Linked DNA regions of Mus musculus: regions 1, 3 and 4 are each linked to region 2. The links are chromatin contacts, called in public HiChIP or PLAC-seq maps. All regions are on one chromosome and are shown on one strand. The core of a region is the stretch at or near the end of the contact, and the rest is flanking DNA. Distances in the headings are between cores, read along the strand shown. Region 1 overlaps Zfp704 (zinc finger protein 704). Region 2 has its middle 18 kb from the start of Tpd52. Region 3 holds the start of Zbtb10 (zinc finger and BTB domain containing 10). Region 4 holds the start of Gm41997 (a long non-coding RNA gene).

Evidence for each region. HiChIP or PLAC-seq counts read pairs in DNA pulled down with a chosen protein or histone mark.
Region 1: a contact with region 2 is called in an H3K27ac HiChIP or PLAC-seq map of embryonic stem cells, with 5 times the contacts expected there. The contact joins two enhancer-like sites. A contact is called at or near these places in 3 of 115 datasets of contacts at active chromatin or transcription factors (differentiating embryonic stem cells and embryonic stem cells).
Region 3: an H3K4me3 HiChIP or PLAC-seq map of neural tube shows a contact between it and region 2, with 3 times the contacts expected there. The contact joins the promoter of Zbtb10 here to the enhancer-like site in region 2. A contact is called at or near these places in 2 of 39 promoter capture datasets (embryonic stem cells and pre-B cells), 6 of 484 Hi-C or Micro-C datasets (the AML12 cell line, CD4 T cells, cortical neurons and 2 more), 5 of 115 datasets of contacts at active chromatin or transcription factors (embryonic forebrain, forebrain, neural tube and 2 more) and 1 of 9 other capture datasets (liver).
Region 4: an H3K4me3 HiChIP or PLAC-seq map of neural tube shows a contact between it and region 2, with 5 times the contacts expected there. The contact joins two enhancer-like sites. A contact is called at or near these places in 7 of 115 datasets of contacts at active chromatin or transcription factors (craniofacial prominence, embryonic forebrain, embryonic limb bud and 3 more).

What each region holds. Positions count from the first base shown.
Region 1 is chr3:9,489,498-9,495,779 of GRCm38.p6, forward strand. All of the region lies in intron 2 of Zfp704 (zinc finger protein 704), which reads right to left. Among named protein-coding and RNA genes, the nearest start is that of C030034L19Rik, 90 kb to the left of the region's middle. Within about 2 kb of position 2,389, at least 21 of the 459 cell types and tissues checked have an H3K27ac peak or open chromatin away from gene starts, as enhancers often do. A contact at or near this core is called in embryonic stem cells, where this site is marked.
Region 2 is chr3:8,978,987-8,985,196 of GRCm38.p6, forward strand. It overlaps a transcript of Tpd52 not described here. Among named protein-coding and RNA genes, the nearest start is that of Tpd52, 18 kb to the left of the region's middle. Within about 2 kb of position 2,910, at least 105 of the 459 cell types and tissues checked have an H3K27ac peak or open chromatin away from gene starts, as enhancers often do. A contact at or near this core is called in embryonic stem cells, neural tube, regulatory T cells and 1 more, where this site is marked.
Region 3 is chr3:9,248,438-9,254,435 of GRCm38.p6, forward strand. It overlaps Zbtb10 (zinc finger and BTB domain containing 10), which reads left to right and starts at 2,130. Exons shown (of 6, transcript NM_177660.3): 1 at 2,130-3,643. The coding sequence starts at 2,693.
Region 4 is chr3:9,342,955-9,349,179 of GRCm38.p6, forward strand. Gm41997 (a long non-coding RNA gene) reads right to left here and starts at 881. Exons shown (of 3, transcript XR_878675.1): 1 at 790-881. RefSeq lists an enhancer at 3,801-5,340. Within about 2 kb of position 4,182, at least 126 of the 459 cell types and tissues checked have an H3K27ac peak or open chromatin away from gene starts, as enhancers often do. A contact at or near this core is called in neural tube, where this site is marked.

The DNA of each region.
Region 1 (6,282 bases), core at 1,139-3,638, 510 kb after region 2:
GCTCGATGTCATGAAAGACAGGTGTCTTGAAGGTCTAGGCATGTGTGAGAGATGAATGAGAGGGTCATCAAGATTGGCCTGGCTCCAAAGCCACCGGAGCCTTCCACTCTCTGTCACCAGCCTCACGGAGTCTTTATCATCACTATTCCCTGAAAGGCACCTCCTTTCTTAGATGATCCAGTTTAGAAAGTTCTCTGCAAGCCGGCAGTGGTGGCGCACGCCTTTAATCCCAGCACTCGGGAGGCAGAGGCAGGTCAGCCTGGTCTACAGAGTGAGTTCCAGGACAGCCAAAACTACACAGAGAAACCCTGTTTGGGGGGGGGGCAGAAAAGAAAGTTCTCTGCATTAAAACACCATGCCAGTCTCTTCCTTATATTCTAGGAAGACAGAGACCAGTTTGGACCCCTTTTCCATAGCAAGCACCAATCTGAAATGACAGACCAGAATGCCTGTAAGCCCTTTCCTTTTTCAAATGGGCTAACCACCCCATGTGCTTTGACTGTTTCACCTCAACAGTCTAAATGTCTAAACTTGTGCTGGACTTCTATGGGTGAAGTAAACTACTTCTGTCTTCTATGCAGAATGGAACCCAGGATTACTAATCTGACGGGACCTAGGCACTGTGAAGGAGACTCTATTCAAGGTGTGTGTGCATGGGGGGTGTAAGTTTTTAACAACAGATTGATTGAGAGCTATGTAAAATTTATACAGACAAACATGAATGACTTTAGAAGTCAGTGGCTTGTAGCATACTAACGGTGTTCTGCAACTGTCACCTCTTCTAAGACATTGCCATCATCCCAGAAAGAGCGTCCATCCTCCAGCCTCTGCTGATACCATCCACTCACGGTCTCTACAGATTTGCCTAGCCTGGTCGCTTCACATGAATGCAGTTTTACCATGAGATAATCTGTGATCAGCTTCTGACGTGTAACACAGTGTTTCTGGTGTTCACTGTGCTGAAGCAAGTACCTCACTTGTATTATGGACATACAGAGCTGCACCATATGCAAGCCACATTTTATTTGCCCACTTATGAGTTGGTGGGGAGCATCTGAGCTATGTCTACTTGTACTTTATGAACATGTAGAAATTTGTGTGGGGGCAAATGTAAGTCGAACTGCTGGGACACACAGTAATTCTGAGTTCAACTACTGCCCACAGCAGCTGTACCTCTTACCAACTGCCCAGTCCCGCACCCCGTCTTTCCAACGTTTGTTAGGGTCCATCTTTTGAGTCACACCATCATTCCTCCATCAGTCACAGCTCTGACCTGATGACTAACGATGCTGAGCGTCTTCACAGCAGTCCCATTTCTGATTGCTTATCTTTAACAGAAAAGTTACTCAAGTCCTTTGCTCATTCCTTAAAATTACATTGTTTTTTAATTAATAAGTCGTAAATATTCTGGATGTTATACATACTCTTTGTGTCTTTATTTTCTTTATTTTCTTGGTAGTGTCCTTTTCTGCATTGAATTTTAAGCTTTAATAAAGTAAAGTTTCAGTTGTCTTCCCATTGTTGCTTAAGCTTCTAAGACCATATTTAAGAGACCACAAGTAAATCCAAGGTCATTAAATTTACTCCCCTTTTGCTCTAAGAGCTGGATAGTTTTATCCTTTACATTTCGGCATTTGATATATTTTGAGTTACATCCATGTACAGTTCCATACAGGAGACCTTGTTCATTTGTTTATAGCTCTCCAACGGCCTGCACAGCACCTGTTAAGGGACAGTTCCTTGTTGAAATGAACTGTGACAGGGGACCCATTCCTAGTAACAATTTAGACATTTGCTTTCTGAGCTGTTGACTCGTGCTGAGTTTGTTTGGTCCCCCTAGGTCCCTTAAGTGACTCACAGGTGTCACTGTTAAACAGGTTTCCATCCATTCTGCCCTTGTACAGATGGTAATTGCGGCAGAATTTCGTCTGGTCATTTCGGAAGGTGTAAAGTACAGAAGTGTTTATTTAGTACAGCATTCCAAGACTCCATCATCTGTATTCTCGGTTACTACAATCAGTCACAGGATACAAGTCAACTTTGTATCAGACTATGGAAGTAGAAACTGGTGAATTAGGTCACATGCCTGCCATTGTGAGGCAGACATAGAGATGACAGATAATACAGAAGTCAAGCCATGGGCAAGATGATTTCAAACTGCCAGGCATCAGGAGTCCCGTTAAAGTACCATTCCCATAACATGTCTTCATGGATTTATGTCTTCACCATCGCCTTAGATAAGGGCCATGTCTACATATCGCTGTGTAAGATTTACTTCAGTGAGGCCTGTACTCCAGGCGCCCTCCTTAAATCTGATACTGACAGCAAGGAGGTCACTCCTTTAGTCCTGCTGAGAGGGATGTACTCTGTGATGTCTGTGGGTCTCACCCAATAGCTGTCTGGTTCTGGGGCTTTAGGGAAAGGCATGAAGTAGCAGTCTGCATAAAAATGTTCCCCATAGACTCACATATTTGAATGCTTAGTCATCAGGGTGTGGCATTATTTAGAAGGATTAGGAAGTGTGGCCTTGTTGGAGGAAGAGTGTCATTAGGGAAGTGGCTTTAGGTTTCAGAAGCCCAAGCCAGGCATGGTGACTCTCTCTTTCTCTCTTGCAGTCTGTGGATCATGATGTAGAACTCTCAGCTACCATCTGCCATGATGAAAATGGACGAACATTGTGAAACTGTAAGCCAGGCCCAATGAAATGCTTTTCTTTATAAGAGTTGCTGTGGTCACGTCTCTACACGGCAACAAAACACAGGCTAAGACACATGACAAACTCCAACTGACCATTTGTTACACTAATGAGGCCTGCTGCCAGTCAAAGGCAGCACAAATAGGGCTCAATGAGTCATTCTTTTAAAAGAATACCAGTAGCAGGGTGAGCCTGGAGGAGTTATGGATAAATATGAACATAACACAATGTGCAAAATTCTCTAAGACTCAGATAAGAACACAGGTTAAAAAGAGGACCGCCTAACGTTGCTGTGACTTTCCCCCATGTAACTAATGCTAGCTGCTGGAGTGTGGGACACTGTCAGAGCATGGGACCACATCTCAGAGTGTGGGACCACAGTGTTCAAGAGCAGCCAGTTATATCCAGCTTGTTCCCTCTTTAAGAATCAATGTCTGCAGAATGTTCGATCAGCCAGATGAGGTAAATGTTTGATTATTTGAATGTTCCAGAAGAAAATTCTTTCCTTGAACCTGTATCACCCAAGAAGAAAACACATTTATGTGGACGAGAACAGTCCTGTCTCTAGAGCCCAAACCAGTGGCTGACATGGGGATCCAATAAGAGTTTGGGTAATGAACAGGCAAATGGATGCAAATTCCACACTCTCTACAACCTTATTTCTCTTATAGGATGTGTGTGTGTGTGTGTGTGTGTGTGTGTGTGTGAGAGAGAGAGAGAGAGAGAGAGAGAGAGAGAGAGAGAGAAGGGGGGAGATAGATAGGCAGACAGACAGACAGAGGCAGAGAGACAGAGTGTGAGTTATCCAGAAGGCATGATATCCTGAGGTACCAAGCTGAGGTTTTTGTGGTTGTTGTTTGATCTTGCTGTAATTCTTTCATTCTCAATAAGTCACTGACTAAGGCTCTCAGGTAACATTAATAAGTGCTATGACTTTGGGGTACCTCTGCACAAACCTGATTCACAGCTGCCCTAAGGAGCCCCTCTAGCCAGCTCACTGCGTGTCCACTGAGCTTTTCCTAACTTCACATATTCACATGTGGAGTAGTCTTCAAAAAACCCATTCCTCCAAAACTTTAAGTTTTCCTTGTGATCATTACATTCCACCTGATTGACAGATTCTCTTGTGAGTGCACTGGCAGCACACTGGCCCACTTTAGGTTATGGCGGGACGTGGCGGAGAAGGGGGAGCGTGCCTGGACTCTGGGATTTCAGTATAAATATTTTGCTCAACAACAACAAAAATCTATTATAATTGCCTTTCTATTCTGCTAGTTGCCTCCCACAGAAGTCAGGCTTAATATTCATCAGCTGAACGGATTCCACAGAAACAATAGTGATTTCTAAAATGAAAAGAATAATGGATGAACACTGGTTTTATTTCATGGCTGTAAAAATCAAAACTCTGACTCACCAAATTAAATTACTCATTAAGATCTAAGTGAAACAACTGTACTCTGCATTCAGGTACTGAGGCTGCCAGACAGAGATGAGGTGATGTTGCAAAGAGATCATTCGATCCCTGTGCCACCCCACTGGGCAGAAGCAGCAGATATAGCTAGGATCACTCGTTTTTAAGAGAGAAGCCATGCGTATGGAGCTCAATACAGATTGTCTGTTCTCTCCTTTGACCATGTGGGTTCTGGGACTCAAACTCAGGTCATCAGGCTGAGCAACAAGTACCTTACTACTGAATCAGCTCACACACTCTGGGATCACTAGTAATGTCTTAAGCCTACACAAGATGAGTATTAACACTCTTCTCTCCCTTGTTCCCAGCTAGAGGACCTGGGGTGGATGTTTTCACAGTTCCCGAAAGTCACCATCTTATTCTTTTTCTCACTCAAGACTGACTTGTGATGGGAGCTGTACTGCCTAGTTTTGTGTCAACTTGACACAGCTGGAGTTATCACAGAGAAAGGAGCTTCAGTTGGGGAAATGCCTCCATGAGATACAGCTGTAAGGCATTTTCTCAATTAGTGATCAAGGCGGAAAGGCCCCTTGTGGGTGGGACCATCCCTGGGCTGGTAGTCTTGGATTCTATAAGAGAGCAGGCTGAGCAAGCCAGGGGAAGCAAGCCAGTAAAGAACATCCCTCCATGGCCTCTGCATCAGCTCCTGCTTTCTGACCTGCTTGAGTTCCAGTCCTGACTTCCTTCCTTGGTGATGAACAGCAGTATGGAAGTGTAAGCTGAATAAACCCTTTCCTCCCCAACTTGCTTCTTGGTCATGATGTTTGTGCAGGAATAGAAACCCTGACTAAGACAGGAGCCTTCGAATGAGATGTTCTGAGGCAGCATTCTCAGCAATGACTGCACACACGGGTTAACTTGCTGTTAGAATCTGAGTGCGTGCTTTGAACCTCCCCGGACTGTACTTTGCCATTTCTGCTTTAATGACATGGAGTAACAGAGGGGAGTGAGGCCCACAGAAGTGTGGGACCAGGTGCTCCCAGATCTACCATCCAGTGTCTGGCCTGTAAGATTGTTGAGTCTTTATCACTAGTCAAAGCTATCATCTGTATGGCAAGACACCTACCAGGTGAGACCCGTTAAGTATGAGTCTTTGGGACTGAGCTGGGTCATTGAGGTTTTAAAAGCTCCCCAGAGTTTCTGACTGGAACTACTCTAAGTGACCCTGACCAGACTGGGAAGGGGCTCTCTGTGAGGTCCACTTCCATGCTTCACTATTGCTGCTGTGGTGAGGAGTATTAGGCCATGTCATGCCACCTGGTGTAAGTCTAAGTACAGAAAGAAGGGCTTTAAGGTCCTGGTGCTCTCCTGAGCAGAGATCGCTCTCCCTCTCGCTCTCGCTCTTCCTCTCGCTCTCCCTCTCTCTCTCTCAAGTGCCTGTGCTCAAATGCACCTTTTTCTCATTATGAGGGTTCAAGGCAGCAGGAACCATGCAAAGAAATGGATGCCTAGGAAAGGAACCTTAGTCACTCAAAAAGACATCTTCCTTGAGCTGCACATAGTGCAGGCAACATCCAGGAAGACCCCCTTCTTTCCTAAAACTTACAGCAGAGTGCCCAGGAACCTATGGTCTCAGGTTCAGATACGACCAATGGGCAGAGTGTTTGCATACATGTCAAACATATGCCCCAGAGACATCTTCCAAAGTGATTGGAGATATTTGCTCATTTATTCATAGTCTAGCAATTTCAAACCAAACAGCCAGATTTGGGGCACTGGTCTCTATTTTCTATCCTTGGGATACAGAATATTCCCAGAGTCTGAAATAACAACTCAGGAATCTGTTCACGCTGTGTTTATCAGCCTTAATGTACCAGAGTGGCTTAATTTTAGCTTCCACATGGAAGATGTGTGACGGCAGAACTGTCCCTAAGTGACAACTGGCAAGATCAGTTACTAGCTCTCCATCAGCAGCATCTGCTCATTTGGTTCATCTGCCTTAGTGAAAACTAAGAAAGGCCAATGAATATACTGCTTAAACGTTATCACACAAAGTACTCCGTTTCTGAACTGCAAGGACACTCTGGACTCCTAAAATCGTGCCGGTATTTAAAGCCTTTCTGACACATTAGCTAATGGAGAAGGTTCTTAGCAGGGAAGCCTGTGCCGGAACTGT
Region 2 (6,210 bases), core at 1,660-4,159:
CGCCTTGGTAAAGAGTTCAGCATATACAATTGCTCTAGTTGATGCTGTAACCTGGGAGAACAGAGCTGATAAACGAGGCAATCTAAAGTCTCATGAGATGGCCAACTTTATTTAGAGCTTCAGAAAATTAATACTCTAAAGGTTAAGAAAGTCACGTAGGCCGGGTGTGGTGGCGCACGCCTTTAATCCCAGCACTCGGGAGGCAGAGGCAGGCAGATTTCTGAGTTCAAGGCCAGTCTGGTCTACAAAGTGAGTTCCAGGACAGCCAGGGCTAAACAGAGAAACCCTGACTCAAAAAAAAAAAAAAAAAAAAAAAAAAAAAAAAAAAAGAAAAGAAAAGTCACGTAGGTAAAGTGCAGGTGTGGAGTTGTGTGTGCCGAGTTCTGAGTGCTTGTGAGAACACTCCAAGAAACAAGACATGAGTGTTGTGACCCCAGTTTCTTCACGACCATGGAGCTGTTCTTTGATTATCGTCCAGTGTCCCTTTCAGGTGTAGCAGATAGGTGTGAGTTTGCTGTGGATCTTTCATTACAACTGGCTTTTGTTATTTGTTTATGTGCCTCTATGAAAACACATGGGTTTGTCCAGCTTGTTCAGCACATGCCTCTCTTGTGATTGGACACTTTACCTACGTGGTTGCTGGGAATTGAACTCAGGACCTCTAGAAGAGCAGTCAATGCCCTTAACCGCTGAGCCATCTCTCCAGCCCCCAAAGAGAACTCTTAAAAGCTGTGACAGTCTGCTGAAGTGTCACTTTCCACAACAGATGGCTTCCATCAGGGTTGGGGGAGGGGAAGGACTCTGCTCTAATGGCAGGCCACTAAGAGTTTGACCATGCTCTGGGGAGTATACAGATAACACAACATGGCCTTTGTGTTTGCTGGGGAGGTGACAATCATCCAGTGTGGGGACATCACGGAAGGACAGGGAAATAAATATATGTGATAGGGGTGTGTGGTGTGAAATCCCCAAAGGACCAATACAAATATTATGTTGGGATTTGTTTAAAGGCACCATGACCAAGGAAGATGAAGAAAGAGTCTACTGAGACCTTGCATATAGTTTTAGAGAATTAAAAATCTACAGCCATCAATGGCAGGAAGCAAGGCCACAGGTAGGTAGGCAGGCCACACCTTGAGACAACATCTCTGAGACTGAGAATGGTATGGGCTTTTGAAACTTTAAAGCCCACCCCCAGTGACACACCTCCTCCAACAATACCACACCTCCTAACCCTTCCCAAACAGCTCCATCAATGGGCATCCAGTATTCAAGCATAAGAGCTTATGGGGCCACTCTCATCCGAACCACCATACTTTGCCATGATGTTTTATCACAGCCATATAAAAATAACCAGTACAATCATTTAACCCTACTCAGGAAAATAAGGAGGAAAAAGAAATCACTAAGGGTTAGACAGTTCCACTTTCAACACGAAGTATGTTTGTTAAATGTTAAGATTGTAATATACACACCACTGTAGTGCCACAGAAGTAGTCAAATGGAAGCAAACTGCTTTTCAGAAAGATGTTGTTTATGCTAGGCGCAGTAGCATGTAGCTGTGGTCCCAGCTATTTGGTAAGCTAGCACAAGAGGTGTCCTGGCTGGGTTTGTCAACTTGACACAAGCCTGGATATTTCTAGAGGGAAGGTAACTTTCTGCTGCTGCTGCTGTTATTTTTTTTTTTTATGTTTTTTTTTTTTTTCTTTTTTTTTGAGACAGGGTTTCTCTGTGTAGCCCTGGCTGTCCTGGAACTCACTTTGTAGACCAGGCTGGCCTCGAACTCAGAAATCCGCCTGCCTCTGCCTCCCGAGTGCTGGGATTAAAGGCGTGCGCCACCACGCCCGGCTGCTGCTGTTATTTTTAAAATAAGAGTTTTTCTGTGTAGCCCTGGCTGTCCTGGAACTCACTCTGTAGACCAGAGATACAACTACATTTGCTGGGATTAAAAGTGTGCACTAACCACCACCCTGCTGGAAGAGGAAGCCCTAATGCTTCCATCAGAGTAGCCTGTAGGCAAGTCTGCAAGGTCACCTTCTTGACTAATGATTGATGTGGGTCACCCACTGTGTATGGTACCACCCCTGGGCTGGCAGACCTAAATTCTCTAAGAAAGCAGGCTGAGCAAGTCAGGAGGAACAGGCCAGTAAGCAGCCCTGGCCCGGCCTCTGCTGTAGCTCCTGCCCTGATTTACCTCAGTGATGGAGCGTGTGACCTGAGACCTGTAAGCTGAAACAAACCCTTTCCTCCCCAAGCTGCTTTCGTTAGTGTGAAATCAGAGCAACACACACAACTAAGACAGACGGCTAGAGCCCAGAAGTTTGTCATAAGTCTGGACAACACAGCAAGGCCCTTTCTCCAGGATTTTAATTTAAAAACTCACTTACGGTACATCCTTATAATATTCATAAAATATAGAGGTTTTATATCATCATGAAAGTCACATCCATTTACTGGCTGATCTTTCAAGTGAGACACATCACACATGACAGATGTTGCAAACAGATTTAGAACTGGGTGAAGGGATGGTCAGACTCAGGAAGAATGTTCATGTTTCTTCAAATGAAAGCTATCGCCAAGTAAGGTTTTCTTGGTGTTCTATATCGCTCTGTAGAGCATAACACTTCATTCTTTCACAATTATAGCAGAAACAATGCTTAACATCTGTCTTCATTGTCTCAATATCCAAGGCTGTCATTGTACAGTTAGAGCTGAAATCAGAGCTCTAAGACAAAGCAATACGTGAACTGGGAACTGGGAACGTTACACGTGGAGGCCCTACTGAAACTCATCAAGCCAGAACAGGAAGTCACCTCCAGCTGAAGCCGAATGACCTTTCCTGATCACCCCTGTCACTGAAGGCCTGTCTTCCACACCGCAGTCACCTCTCCATGGCAACCAGCAAGCTCAGCAGAGGCCTCCTCACATTAAATATTTATTAGGTCTCAGACCAGGAAGTGACTGGGGAAGGCCAGGCACCACACACAAATCTCAGATCCTTTCTTCAAAACCACGGTTTTTGTTAGATTCCCTGAAACCACATAAGAAAGGTGATGTCCACAAAGAGGATGTCTCCGATCTGTGAGATGGGTATGCACTGAAACTATAGACCTTTTGCATAGCTTTTATGTCCACTTGTTTCAAGGTATTCTGTGTCCATTTTGACCAAACTTAAGAATTATCAAAGTGTCTGGCACACTTCAACTTCCTCAACTCCTGATCCCAGGAAATTAGACCACCAAAAACCTCATAAAGTAAGTTATCTCTATTTTTAAGAATAGTTGTTATCTATATGAGTGTCTTGCCTACATTTCTGTCTGTGTAGCACAAGTGTACCAGGTGCCTGCGGCTGTCAGAAGAGAACATAGCCCCCACCCTTCACTCCCAGACCTGGAGTTACCAATGGATGTTAGCCACCATGTGGGTGCTTCACCAACTGTGCCTCAAGCGAAAGGAAAACCAGACTTGCCAGAAGCCGGAAGGAAGATAAAACCACCATCCTTGTGGCCAAACATGGTGACCTTCTGCTAAGACCCGAAAGGCAAGTAAGTGATTCTTTAAATGCCACATTTGTCACCACAGATGGTGACATGTGCGCACGGGAAGATCATCTGTGTGCTGCAGGGCTGCTGAGGAAGCTGCTCACGTGGACTGACACCTTCCCACAGGTGCTCAGGGGCAGAGCCAGCCTCTTAGACCGGCAGCAGCATCCCTTCCTTCCTGAGGAGCTCTGCAGTTCCCAGGCCCAGGGCATGAGGCAAAGAGGAAGCCCTCACTGACAGACACCTCAGCACTCGCGTAGGGGGAGCGGGCAGCTCTGCACTCAACATCTGCGTGAGGCAAAAGGAAAAGCAATTTTCCCCCTCAAATCAAACTGAAAAGTAATACCTTTTCTTGTGGAATATGTGCCCTGATTGGTTTGTTTGCTTTGTTTTGTTGGGAGAAGAATCTCTTATTTTTAAAATAGCAGCAGCTTTGAGGGGCTGGTTTTAATAATTTAGGCAAAAGGAGGCTGAAAACTGTGTATGAACCTACATTCCATCTCTTCCTTCTCCCTGTCCACGCCCCTCTCCCTCCTCCTCTCTCTGCCTCTCTTCCTCCCCCCCCCCATCCTCTTCACCTCCCTCCCTCACCTCCTCCCTTCTCTTTCCTTCCTAATTTTACCATCCCATGGTTTCTGAAAATTTGGAACTGGTTATTGGTAAAACTAAAAACACAGTGGGCCCTCTATAGCCCACCCATGACTACAGGCCTCCCTACTTCTTGTGGCAGTGCTGCCAAGGCATGGGGGTGGGGAGAACCCCTCAGCAGGACACCGCAGTCAACACTGATCTTGGTCATGGGCATCAGAGTTCGGCATGACGTAGGAAAACTCTGAAGATGCTGAAGATGCTGAAGATGCTGGTGGTGTGTGCCTGAAATCCAGCTCTGAGACATGGACAGAAAGGATGCAGCTAGCTCACAGTGTCCCTCTCTCAGTCCAACTGAAACTGCTACGTTGGTGCATCCCTACAATCCCAGCATTAAGGAGACTGAGGCAGGAGGATCACTAATTGGAGGCCAACCTGAACTACAGAACAACAGACACTCAGCCCTCTATGTATATGACCCACTGCTGCTGAACATAGTTCTTACCAGTCTGCAGTTGTTAGAAAGGAAAACTTTTGAGTATTAAAAAGGGTTTTAAATATGTCAACACACGCACACACACACACACACACACACACACACACTCTCACACGTCAGTAATCCGAAGGCTACTACACACAGTGTGAAAGGTCCAATTGGCGCATTCCAATTCCACTGCACTGAATTAGCTGCGAACTGGAAGGTGAATAAGGCAAACTGCGTATGGTTGGGCATTACCATGTGAGTACCAGGAAGTCAGCGTCTAAACTAAAGTTTCACATGATCATCAATTTCACTTCTGCATATTATCCTTGACAAGCACACTTCATGCAGGAAACTAAACAAAGCACTTGCTTATAATAATTCACACACACACACACACACACACACACAAACCACTGGAAAGAACCAAAATAACTGCAGCCTGACATGAAGTCATAGCACATAAATACTCTGTAATGCCATGCACCAGCTGAGGAGGATGAAGTGACCAGCAGGTACTTATACAGAGCTCTGCATGACCCAGAGGAAATGGAAAATACACATGTGTATATATAGCTCAGTAACATTTGTTTTTCTAAAACAGCACACAAGGGGACTGGAATGGCTCATTGATTAGGCTCACTGGCTGTGCTTCCAAAAGATCTGGGTTCGATTCCCAGCACCCACATGGCAGCTCACAACTGTCTGTGACTCCGCCCAGATCCAGGGAATCTGACCCCCTCATCTGGTCTCCAAGGGCACTCCAGGCAAGTGATGTACAGACAGGCATGCTGACAAGATAGCCATACTAATAAATAAAATAAAAGGGCACACAAGAGCTGGGGATGTGACTCAGTGTAGAATACTTGCTGAAGATACATGAAGCCATGGGTTCGACCTCCCATCGACACAGACATACGGCACATACAAGCTCATCCCAGAAGTCAGTAGTAGAGGCTGTATGAATACTGAAAGTTCAAGGACAGAGCAAAATACATAGCAAGTTCCAGGCCAGCCAAGTCTACACAAAGACTGACTCTCAAACAGCAAGAAAACAACAACTAAAACAGCAACACCCCTCCCCCGTAAAAAAATTCTATTCCATATAATGTGACCAAAAGTGGTCCCTGAACAGTGACACATGCAATCTTGCTTAAAATATCTACTACCAGGCCTGACCTTTGACCTGCAGAGTCAGACTCTGGATAGTGCTACCATCTGCCTGTCAGAGAAGTCTAGGCTTGGGGAGGCCTGGTTCATACAGGCAGAGATCACAGTAGGACAACTGTCACCTGAGGTTCCCGGGCTTCACCCGTATTTATGCTCACTCTGCTTTCCATAAGCACTCTATGCATGGGTCCTCTATGCATGGGTCCTCTCTCTATGCATGGGTCCTCCATGCATGGGTCCTCTATGCATGGGTCCTCTATGCATGGGTCCTCTCTCTATGCATGGGTCCTCCATGCATGGGTCCTCCATGCATGGGTCCTCTATGCATGGGTCCTCTATGCATGGGTCCTCTCTCTATGCATGGGTCCTCTATGCATGGGTCCTCTCTCTATGCATGGGTCCTCCATGCATGGGTCCTCCATGCATGGG
Region 3 (5,998 bases), core at 880-3,379, 270 kb after region 2:
TTTAATCCTAGCCTGGACTAAGGCAGGATTGCTGTGAATTACAGGTAGCCTCATCTATACAGTGCTTTCTAGGACAACCAGGGACATAGAGTGAGACCTGTATAAACAAATCAAAAGTTCCATTGAGGTAAGTTGGGCATGGTGACAGACCCAGGCTGGAGAGTTCAAGGCCAGCAGGCTACATAATAATGCTGTCTCAAAAAAAAGTGTTAGCAAATATTAATTTATAACACTGAGAAAATGTGCTTTAAAAACTTGTGTGCATGGGCATTGTTCCTGCAGGTATGTCTGTCTGTGCACCATGTGTGCCTGGTACCTGAGCAAATCCCCTGTTGCTGCTATTACAGGCTCTGAGCCTCCATACACTTACACAGGCAGTCGCCATACACAGGCTCTGGGAACTTAACTCTTGAGTCCTCAGACACAACAGCCATCAATCTGAATTTTAAAACTTGAAAGATGAGAGACCACCATTTATCAACTGCTCTCTTCACTCCACTCCCACCCCAAAAGGGAAACTCCAGGTGGGTGGATGTCTGTGGGTTCAAAGCCACTCTTGCCTAGTGAGTTCCAGGACAGCTAGGGCTACATAGTCTTAAAAAAAAAAAAAGAAAGAAAGAAAGAAAGAAAGAAAGAAAGAAAGAAAGAAAGAAAGAAAGAAAGAAAGAAAGAAAATTAGCCGGGTGTGGTGGCACACGCCTTTAATCCCAGCACTTGGGAGGCAGAGGCAGGTGGATTTCTGAGTTCGAGGCCAGCCTGGTCTACAGAGTGAGTTCCAAGACAGCCAGGGCTACACAGAGAAACCCTGACTCGAAAAACAAAAACAAAACAAAACAAAACAAAAAATTAAGAAAGGCAGGGGGAAAAAAAACAGGAAAGAAAGCCTGAAATAGGCTCAAACATACGAATTTTTAAATTAAGCTTGTGCAACATGGTGGTTCACACCTGTAATACCAGAACTCGAGATACTGAGGCAGGATCTTTGTGTGTATCCCTGGCTGACCTAAAATGTAGACTAGGCTGGCCTTGACCCTGTTTCAAAAATCGCTCCCAATAAATAACAGATAAATCGACCTCACTTTGTGAATTAATGAGTGTAAACGTGCTAATGTTTTCCAAATAGAGCATAGTTAATGGGGAGGGTGAGTTTAAGGGTTCTTAATTGGCAAGGCCTCTTTCTGAAAAACAAAAACAAAAAAGTAAACTAATATAACTTAGGGAGGTTCATTTCCAGCTTAGACCGATGTAATCACTCTAAATTCCATACGCGATGCCAAGAGCTTTTCTCAAAATCCTAAAAATTAATTCTCATCTACACACCCTGTCTTCGGAGCTGCACTCCCTTCGCGGCCGCACGCGGCGCCCGCAGCAGCTGACTCCTCCCCGTTCATGGGGAAAACCCTGCCTAATATTTATAACGCTATGACATACTGTAATACTCACAAGGTGGTTGTAGAAGTATAAACACGACTGGAGATATCTGATTGGCTGCTGGTGATGTAACACCCATGTCAATACTTCCCACTGAACGCACGTGTTCGACCTTTTATTTAAATTTCCATTTCATCACAGCAATAAGACACTCGGGGCGGTGCATTTTCTGCGAAACGATCGTCGCCCGGGGCCAGAGGTGCTGCCCGGCGTACACAAGGAGCCCAAGGAGGTGTCCTCGCGAGGGAGGCACCGCCTGGTCCAGTCTTTTGTGCAGGAACAAAATAAGTTCACTTCCTCGGGCACGGCCACCCACCCCTCCCCCGGCAGATGACAGGGCCGGGCGCGCTCCCACCGCACTTACTCCTGGAGTCCCAGGTGAAGTCGTGGCGAGAGCCGGGGACCGTGCGCACGGGCGCGCCGCGGCGAGCCGGCCCCTGACACCCGCCAGCTGTTTGTCCTGGCCGAGCCGGCCCCGCCCCGAGACCCCAGCCCGTGCCCCGCCCGCTTCCTTCCCGTGGCCGCACCCCCGCCCGCGGGCCCGAGCGGCCGGCCCCTTTCCCGGTCCCCGGGCGCCCCCGGCCCAGCCCAGCCCGGCCCAGCCCGCCCCCTCCCCCGGCCGGCCCCCACCCTCTCCCCCTCCAGCGGTTACTGCTACCCCGGTGCATTGTGGGCGCACGGTCCGTTGTTCATTTGCCATTCGACCTCCGCCAGGGCCTGGTCGGACGGAAACGCTCCGCCGGCTTTATTGTCGGCTCGCTATGTGGCGGAGCCTGGCGGCTTAGCGCGCCTCTCGCGTCCGCGCCTCGGCAGCCGGCGGCGGCGACACGACTCCCCCCGAGGACGGAGATCTGTTGGCGGGCCGGTGTGTGCGCGCAGCGCTGAAGCGGGGCAGCGGAGGGGCAACCGCACTCCTCCTCAACTTCGAAGGCCGCACGCGCCCGGCTCGCCGCTCCGCTGCCCGCCCACCGCTCCGCGCGGGACGCTGCCCGGAGCGCGGCGGGGCGCGGGTGGAGAGGACGCGGCTGGGACGGCGGCGGCAGTAGACGCGTGCGGCGGCCCGGGAGCGAGCGCGAGCCGGCGGGAGGGTGAGGCCGGGCCGGCGGGAGCGCAGCGCAGAGCGGCGCAGCGCAGCGCCGGGGGCGGGGGCGGGGGCGAAGCGTTGGGGGAGCCGCGGCGAGCGCGCGGGACGCGGCCGGAGCCCGGGCGCGAGCCGAGGCACCGGGCGGCGGCGGCGGCGGCGGTGACCGCGGCGCGCGCCATGTCGTTCAGTGAGATGAACCGCAGGACGCTGGCGTTCCGAGGAGGCGGGTTGGTCACCGGCGGCGGCGGCCCCACGAACAATAACGCTGGCGGGGAGGCCTCTTCTTGGCCTCCGCAGCCGCAACCGCGACTGCCCGCGCCGCCCGCGCCGCAGCAGCCGAATGGGCGCGGGGCCGACGAGGAAATGGAATTGGAGGGCCTGGAGCCCCAGGACTCGGAGGCCGCCGCCGGCGCGGCCGCCGCCGAGGACGTCAAGGAGTTGCTGCTGCTCCCTCAGGACACGGGCGGCCCCTCCTTGCTGGGCGGCGGCGCGGGGGGCCCCCTGCTAGCGGAAAGGAACCGTCGGACTCTGGCCTTCCGCGGGGGAGGCGGCGGGGGTCTCGGCAACAATGGCAGCAGCCGCGGCCGCCCGGAGACCTCGGCGTGGCCCCTCAGGCATTTCAATGGGCGAGGGCCGGCGGCCGTGGATCCGGAGCTGGACGCGCTGGAGGGGAAGGAGTGGATGCAGGACGGGGCGTCCCTGAGCTACAGCACCGAGGAGGAGGGGGCGAGCCCGGGCGATGGCAGTGGGGCGGAAGGCGGCAGCTGCAGCAGCAGCAGGCGGTCGGGCGGCGATGGTGGGGACGAAGCGGAGGGCAGCGGTGTGGGAGCTGGCGAAGGAGAGACTGTCCAGCACTTCCCGCTCGCGAGGCCCAAGTCCCTCTTGCAGAAGCTCCAGTGCTCCTTCCAGACCTCTTGGCTCAAGGACTTCCCTTGGCTGCGGTACTCCAAGGATACCGGCCTTATGTTCTGCGGATGGTGCCAAAAGATCCCCGAGGATGGGGGCGGCGTGGACCTTACCCAGGTGGGGCATGATGAGCTTTCGCGAGGGACCCGCAACTACAAGAAAACCCTGCTCCTAAGGCACCACGTCTCCACCGAACACAAACTCCACGAAGCCAACGCCCAGGTACCGTAGATCCTGCCTTTGCTTTTCGACCACATCTTTTGGGAAAGGTTTATCAGTGGGGAAGACTAAAACTAAAGTAAAGAAGGGGGGAAATTAAGATCCTCCGGGGGAAGACTCACTTCGTTCCGATCGAGAGAGGTTCGCGAGAGCTTATGCGTAGGGGTTTAGAAAGCCTGGAAACAAAGTTTTCCAAAGTTGTGGATCTATTGGGGGAGGAGGGGTAGAAGGACAGTTTTCTAATGATATCGCTGGGTTTATCTTCTTTTTCGAGTTAGGGTTTGCCTGTGAGATTGAATCCGAGAGAGAGGCTGGGAGAGGTTGGAGATTTTAACCTTTGATTGACTTTCGGTCAAAAAGGATTTTTTTTTTTAAGTCAGAGGAGATTTTAGAACTGTCCCTTCTTGTGTTCGTAGACACTAAAGTACTAGAAGTAGCCTGAAGAATGGATTAAACAGTTTCCTTAAGCTTCGGTGCTACAGGCTGTCCACTCTTAAACTCGTGTCAGGTCGAGATAATGTGAAATATGAGAGGCTTATGCAAATGTACAGGAAGTTAGTTCAGTAGGGTAAATAATTTTACGATGTCCGTCTCTGTTAAACTTGTTTGGTATAATCATTGTACACTTTAGCTAGTTACTTACTGATATTTCTCTTCTGAGTGTATTATCCTTTTCAAAAACATGGTCGTGAATAGCTTATATGAAGGGTGTTAATCTTAGCTCTGGAAATGTTTAATGTGAAGTGATTTGGGCTTCATTTGCTCACTGGAAACCTAGTTACAGAGCAAGCCTACCTATGAGCTTTAGTCCCCCTCCCCCCTTTTTACAGGAGCCTGACCGTTTTGATAGCCCTTTTCAAGTCAAATAGCTGTTGGTCAGTCTTCCTTTTTATGACTCAGACAACCTGTGGTGGTGGGTGGAATTGATTCTTTTGTGTTGCTGACCGACACTCAGGTATTAGTACCTCACCATGGTGTTTATGGGAGCCATCCTGCTGCTCAGCACACTTACACTATAGTTTATTAGTCACACAAGTAACCCAGCTTAGAGAGGCTTTAGTTTTAAAAGCATGGGTTATTTTGTTTGGTTGGGTTTTTTTTTTTTCCCCCAGAAGGCAGGGAAATGGAGCTTGTTTGGGTTGAGTTTTTATTTGCACAAAATTTCCTAAATCTTAGAAAGGTCTCTCCCCTATCCGCCCCCCCCTTCTTTCTCTCCTCTCTAGGGTCTCTGGCTACCTTGGAGCTCTTAAGTATATAGACCAGGCTGGTTTCAAACTCACCGATCTGCCTGCCTCTGGAGTGCTGGGATTAAAGGTGTGTGCTACCACACCTTCTGAAGGTCACTTACTTTTAAGATGTAAAGCCCATTTAGTAAATTGCCTTAAACCCTGGATGACAGCCTGAGGCTAGTGCTTATAAAGACTTTTGTAATGGGGGAAAAAGTGAGCTTTGAGCAAATGCAGGTTCTGATCTCAGTTTTCTTTATCACTACCTTTGGAGTTTGTCCTGGAAGTTTGATAGGCCTGACACTTTTGTTTTAGCTGTATCAGACTCATTTACATTATCCAGGAAAGTAAATTTGTTTCCTTTTATAGAAGAAGCATTTCAGTCATTAAAGGGTTAAGGCTTTTCAGTCTTTAAGAGTTAAGTAATAAATACCTGGAAGTATTTAGTAAGATGATAGAAGCTGTGGCTTGTGAAAAATGGAAGGCTGAATTTTCCAAGTATTGGTATGTAAGTATTTTAGATTTTTTTAATTGGAATGAGTTTTTAAATCTAGTATTTAGAATATTCTGTTCTGTAGGCAAACATGAGTGGGACTAAAAATTAGCTGCTCAGTGATCCATAACTCAGAGGGGATTAGGTGGATAATCTTATGGTCCACCCTAGTAAATGGGTGTATCCTGCAGGCGTGTACCTAGGTCTCCAGAGCTCAGTTCTAGGGAAAAACCTTTTGTCAACTTGACTCTGAACTACCCTTTCCATTTCCCGACGACATGGTGGTTTTGTGTGAGGTAGGAGCCATCCCACTTTTTAAGACTTGGGTTAACGCCTTAAACTTGAGGAGTTATGTATTGGTTTCCTTGGTTGAATTTTAGGTGTTACCACTTCATCATTTATCTTCACTTGTGACTAACCTTTGTTTGAGGAATAGCTTATTCTTCCAAGAAACACCTGTAAAGTCTCTTTCCCTTGTTAACAGTGACCGGTTCCTAGCAGGATTTGATGGGGTGGGGGTTGTGTGGTTGTTGTTGCCCTGTAGCCTTTGGTTACCTTTAGGAGGCAGTGTAACATTCTGTAAGAACATTCTTGGGTCCTGGTCCTCTAACCGTTATTTTGTATCATGCTTATTTTATT
Region 4 (6,225 bases), core at 2,932-5,431, 370 kb after region 2:
TGGAAGTCAGATTCTATATTGATTAAATCCAACCCCTTCTGTTGGGGATAGGGAAGGAAATGCAGTTTTGTTCCTTTAAACCTCAGACCTAAAGATCAGTCTGTGGGTATAAAAAGAAAAAACAAGGCATGCATAATATTACTGCAGAATGCTGTTTGTGAGTTCAATTAAAAGGAACCTTTGTTGAGACAAAAACTGGAATCCTGTGAAAAATTCTGAGAGTCTTGCTCTCCTCCCCACTCTTCATATTCATTTTATAATAAATCTTACTCAGACTGGAGGTCTACTGGGAATTTTCACTTTTAGTTTTGGGAAAATGTCAGTTACCCATGATGGGAATATCAGAATATTTAAGCAAAGAAAAAAAAAAAAACCTCTTCTCTCTCATAAATGTTAAAAATAGTTGCAGGGTATTTTTTTCCCCTTTGAATTCTGTAAAAGAGAAAAATTCACCTTTGGACTGAAGTTGATGGGTGTGTGGTCCCTTAATAGGAAAGCCTTTTAGAAGATTAGGAGAGAGGAGACTGGAAACTGAGGCTGTCATCAGTCAGCAGAAGACAGCCAGAAAGCCTCTGTCTGGCCACCCCACCCCCAAAGCAGTCTACCCCACTGGGCATGCTCTCAAGGGCAGCAGGGAAAGTGGCTCTGACCAAGAACAAACATGTCTTTTCCCCATTTAGGCTGTAGAAGCAGGAGTGGAACGGATCTATCAGAATCCTGGCCTCCTGAGGCTGCTAACTCCTGCAGGAGTCTTCCTCCAGCCTCAGTGAAGTCAACAGCCACACTCACCGGAAAGGCTGTCCCCAGACAGTTCTTAGCCTGCATAGAGGGAGTGCCAACGGACTGCTTCTTAGCTCTATTCCCAGGTCCTTGCTCCCTGTGCTGTGGGCGGGGTCTATTGGCTCCCAGAAACCTCTTCTTCAATCAGGGAGAAGTTTGTCCTTTGTCTGGCTCTGCCCTAACTGTTTCCTTTGTGCTCCCTCCTTCCCCTTCAGTTGCTCCCTGCCACCTTGGTTCTTCCTGTAGCTGAGTCAAGAGAACTGAAGGAAAGATGTAGAGGCAAAAGATTTTAGGGCTAGGTATAGTCTCATCGTTTCCAGAGCAAGTTCAGGGAGAAAAGCTTATGCCTACTTGATTTTAAATGTGTAGATTAAAAAACAAATAAGAATTGAAGGTTAGAGCCAGAACTTTAACTAAGGCCAGCTTAGTCTCCATAGTGAGATCCTGTCTCAAAATAAGTTCTTTTAACTTTATTCCTCTGTGTGTGTGTGTGTGTGTGTACACGTGTGATGTGTGTGAATGTGAGTATATTTGTGATGTGTGTGTGCATGTGTGATATGTATTTGTGATGTGTATGTGATGTGTATGTGCATGTGTGATGTGTGTGAATGTGAGTGTATTTGTGATGTGTGTGTGCATGTGTGATATGTATGTGTAATGTAATGTGTGTATGCATGTGTAATGTGTATTTGTGATGTGTGTGATGTGTATGTGCATGTGTGATGTGCACACATGTGATGTGTGTGTGATATGTGTGTGCTTTCCCAAATTACAACAATATTTCACTTATTTTTTGTGTATCCTTTGCCCACATGGCTGTAGGTAGTCTCATCACATGCATGCCTGCTACGCTAAGGTTAGAAGAAGGGAATGGAGTCTCTGTAACTGGAGTTATAGACAGCTAGGAGCTGCCATATGGGTCTTGAGAATTGAACTGAATGCAGGTCTCCTGCAAGAGCAGCAAGTGTTCTTAACCACGGAGTCACTTCTGCATCCTCCTCTCCCTGAAATGTTAAAAGTTGATTTATGACTGAACTCAGACTGTATGTTTTACATTCCATTTAGCCACAAGGTCAAGAAGCAATCAGAACATATATATTTTAATTATTGACTCAACTTCAAGTAGCCATGGGAGGCCACATAAATAATTGATACTTAGTCAGTTCAGGCAAGTGGGTCACTACTTGCTGTTTTTCTGATGTCTGGGCTATTGTATAATGATTTATGCTATGATATTGGTAGGATAAGCAGGATAACTCAAAAATGTTGTTTATTGCTTAATTGTGTAAAACAAATGTAGGGAATGTTCTCTTGTCTTTGTTTTGTGTTTCTGAACGAGGATCTCCCTGAATTCTCAAGGTGGTCTTGGATTCACTATGTAGCCTAAGCTAGCCTCCGACATCAGAGGCCCCGCCACAGCCACCAAGCGTTGGCAACACAGGCCACCTCTAGCTCTGTCTCTGTCATTTTGCTCTGTCCAGCCAGGGAAGGTGGAGAGGAAGGCTTGAGAATAAGAGTATAGTGACGAACATGGAAGGCTGAGGAGGCCCAGATGAAACCCAATACTTTGTACTTAACTTTAACTCAGTGAAAAGAAAGAGGAAAGTTATTTTTCAGTTTATATCTTTCTTTTGAAGTTAATTATTACTACTGTGTGTGTGCCTGGTGTATGTGAATGGGCAGGGAGAGGGTCAGAAAACAAGTTTGGAGAAGGTGGTCTCTCCCACAGCAGGTGCCTTTACCCACGGAGTCACCTCCGCAGCTCACTGGATGTCAGTGTCTTTCTAATCCAATCTAGCAACTGGGCAGAATGGAGAAACCCGATTACCTTGTAGGTATGTCCATTGGGGCTTCATGTGGTGTCCCTCTAAATGCAAAGAAAGCCCCATTTCTTTCTTTCTTCACAGTGGTAGTCAAGGAGCCCAGCAGGGCTGGCCAGTGACAGAAAGGTCTCTGTCAGGTCTGTCCTGCCTCTGCCATTTGGTGCTGCGTGGATCTGTGAACCTGGACAGGCTTTCTTTGAACCCTCTGTAAACTTCAATTTTCTCATTTACAAAATGGGATAATATCAATTTCTGCCTTCTAAATGTAAAGGATTGTAAACTGATGCCCACAAATTACTTAAGATGGCTTTTGTCAGAAAATGTCACACATCCACTCTTTGGGACTCAGCCTGCGAGTCCCACATGCAGTTTAGAGTTCTGTAAATAGAATTGTAAGTTCGTTTACGTGTTTCATCTTTTCTTTTCGGTCAAAAACAATGTTGAAACTAGATGGGCTACCACAAACCCACACAGGAGCTTGCCTGCGGCTTGGGGTAGGTGACTAACTTGGCAGGAGAAACTAAAGCTCTTTGGGGTAATACCTGAAAACCAGAGTTGTGTTTCTGCATTTTCAGAACAAACAGCAAAGCGAAAGTCTTGGCTGCATCCACAGAACCTGTTCTTTAGGGCACGGATTTGATTGGTGGTTTGCTTTTTTGTTTTGGTTTGGTTTTTTTTCCAACCACGTTCTCTGCTTGAAAGCAAATCCTATTTATGGCTAGCGCTGTTTTTTCAATTAGGTTTATTTTCATTTTCCCATAGGCCATGTTAGCTGAGAACGTCCAGAAGTTTATTTGTTTTTCCTTTATGTCTTATGATGGTTTTAAAATAAAACACACAGCACTTATCTGTGAGATTTCTTTTGAAATACCGGTGTGTCCGAAATTAGTTTGTTTGCTCCCTCCCCCTCCCACCACACACAATCACACATACAGTACCACCGTGCATGTAAGCGCAAAAATGCTGTCAGAGTGTAATCGTGGTCCGTTTTCGTAGAAAACTTAAAGCAGGGTCAGTCCCGTCTCGCTAATTTAGGACTGTGTGTGTAAACTAGCGCTTAGCAGGTCAGACTTAAAAACGATGACACCTCTAGGACTGGCTTTTTCTAAAAAATTTACGCTGAAAATTAGAAAACCGTTTTTCTGACTCCAAGGTTAACATTAGTAATATGTTCTCTATACCAGGTCCCATGTTTGGGGGGAATGGGGTAGGAGATAAACTCATAAACAAAAGCCCACATCGCTTAATAGTTTTGTAATGGAAAAATATTCTCTGGTGAAATAAATATTTCGGGGAAACGACCTGGGCCCTCCGGATGGGGAGCGCCCACCCTCTCCGCTCTGCCTGCTGTGGGCGGTAACCGGGTGTCCTCATCCTAGGGAGATTGCTCTGCATGAGTCTGGGGATCCCTGGGTCTGGAAGCGCGTGTGCAGCTGCACAGAGACTCTGTCCCCGGGGGAGGTGGTGGTGGAAGGAACCTGGGCTTGCCCCCTGGCGCCTTGAGCCCACTAGGGTCCCTGGCGTCACCGCGCCGTTGCCTGCTCCTCCCCTCTCCGCGGACAGCAGCTGCGGCCAGGGATCCAGTGCAGAACCGCCCTGACTGCGCCCTGTTCCTCTCTCCAGCCACCCTCCCTCCCAGCTCCTATGCGGACTCCGCTCCCCTCTTCCCACCCCACCCCACGCCCCGTCTCCACGTTCCCCACCTCTCCCCCGCTGATCTACCTCTCTCTCCCCTTCACTCCTTCCCAACTCTCTGACTGCTCCTTCATCTTTTGTTTTTCCTCTACTCCCCTTCCTTCTTTCCCAGTGCCGGTCCCTTATTTACTTCACCCTATCTTTCTTCATTGCTAACTCCCACCGGTCACCGAACCCCTTCCCCCTCTCTCTCCTGCAGCAAACTATCCTTTCTAGTCCCCTCTCCCTGCTTCGTGCCCCCTCTCCTGTTTCCCTCCGGCCTTCTCCCCTCCAGCTCTGGTTTTGTGGCTCTCCCACGCTGTTGCTATGGAGTCGCCCAAGGCTGCTGGCCTGGCGCTAGCTGCCCTGAGGCCCCAGGAACAGAGCAGTGACTCTAGCCAACTCTGAGGCGCCGCACCCTTTCGGGGGTCCAGGAACAAAGCGTGCCCCGCCCTGCCCAACTGTGTGAGGCTTCCATGAGACCTTCAGGCGCCCCAGGCCCTGGGGCTTAAGACCACCTATAATCTGATCGCCTCCAGCCTCTGCGGGCGGGCGGGACCCTGGGACCAAGGTGACAGCTGCACTCTCCAGTGCAACCTACCTTCCTGGTCCCTTGAAGACCACTCTCTCACGCCCACCCTTGGAGGTGTCACTGGGGCCGGCCAGATGGCCCTATTTTATAGGACTGACCCCTTTTGTTGGGGGTCTTAAGAGCACCCAGGCCAATTTACATAGGAAAATGGGGTTTGTGTCCCCAATTCAGTGTAGTGCCCTGACAGCCGGTGGCCTTGTCTTTGTGTAAGGACCCCACAGCCTGTTGTTTAAAGTGGCTTATGTGTGCAGATGTGTGAATGTGAATAGAAATCACCAGGAAGCAGTAGCTCCCGTCTTGCTCCCAGGTCCTGTAGGAAACCTATCAGGCTGGGTACTGATAAACCCCTGATACCTCTGATGCTCTTCCACATCCCATAGCTGATTGTTTAGGTCTGATTCCTAAATCTTTGGAAGAAATCTTAGGAAGATTCCCGAAGTCTTTGCCATTTGCATTTAGGTCCTTGCTTGGGAAAATTGTAAGGCTGTACCTAAGAGGAAGACAACTTGGACTTTAAAAACGTTCTTGACGAAAGATCTAATCTAATTGCTTGTCTTGATGCACTCTGACTCAGCTGTTTGAGGATATGTGCTGGAGCAGGCTGAAAGCTATCATTTGTTTGGTTTGGAATCACTAGCTTAAACATGTGTACTTAAGTGGTGGAGTAAGAGGACACAGAGAAATTTCTTATTTTATCAGCAAGGAATTTGAGTCACAAGAGTTAAGACAATTTTCCCAAGATCACACAGCTCTGCAGGGTATAATCCCAGTGGTCTGAGCCCATGAAAGTCGACAGAAAAAAGGGTCTGGGCTGTGTGAACTCTACTGACATCCAAGCCCCAGGAAGCTAAGGGAAGATGGCCTTATGTTCAAGATCAACCTGAGCTACACTGACTTTGTCTCAAAAACAGACAAAACCCCAAACCCAAAACAGACAAAAGAAGATGACGGGGAGAAAAACTTATAAAAGTCTGGGACCCCTTGAAGCACTTCCATCAGCTGCCTCCAGTTCCCACCAGGTCCCCGAGGCCACCAGCTCGTTATGTCTTAGGAGAATTCAAAGGACTTCTCTCTTCAGCCTTTGCAGCTTCAGGTGGCTTTCTCCATCTGTGTTGGAAGCAGTCCCACCACTACAATTGTCAAGAATCCTGTTCTAGGACCCATTTCTATCAAAATGATTATTTTGTGACAAAATAGCTGAGAGCCCCTTCTGTACCCCTGTGGGGTAGAAAGTGGTGCTAAGGACTGGCTTGGAAAGGTTCTGGACAGCTTAGCTGCTCTGTACCGTGCATCAGGGACTATGGTAAAAGGATTCTGCTGGCTAACCTTCCAGTTCGGTTCTATTGCTGCCTGAAG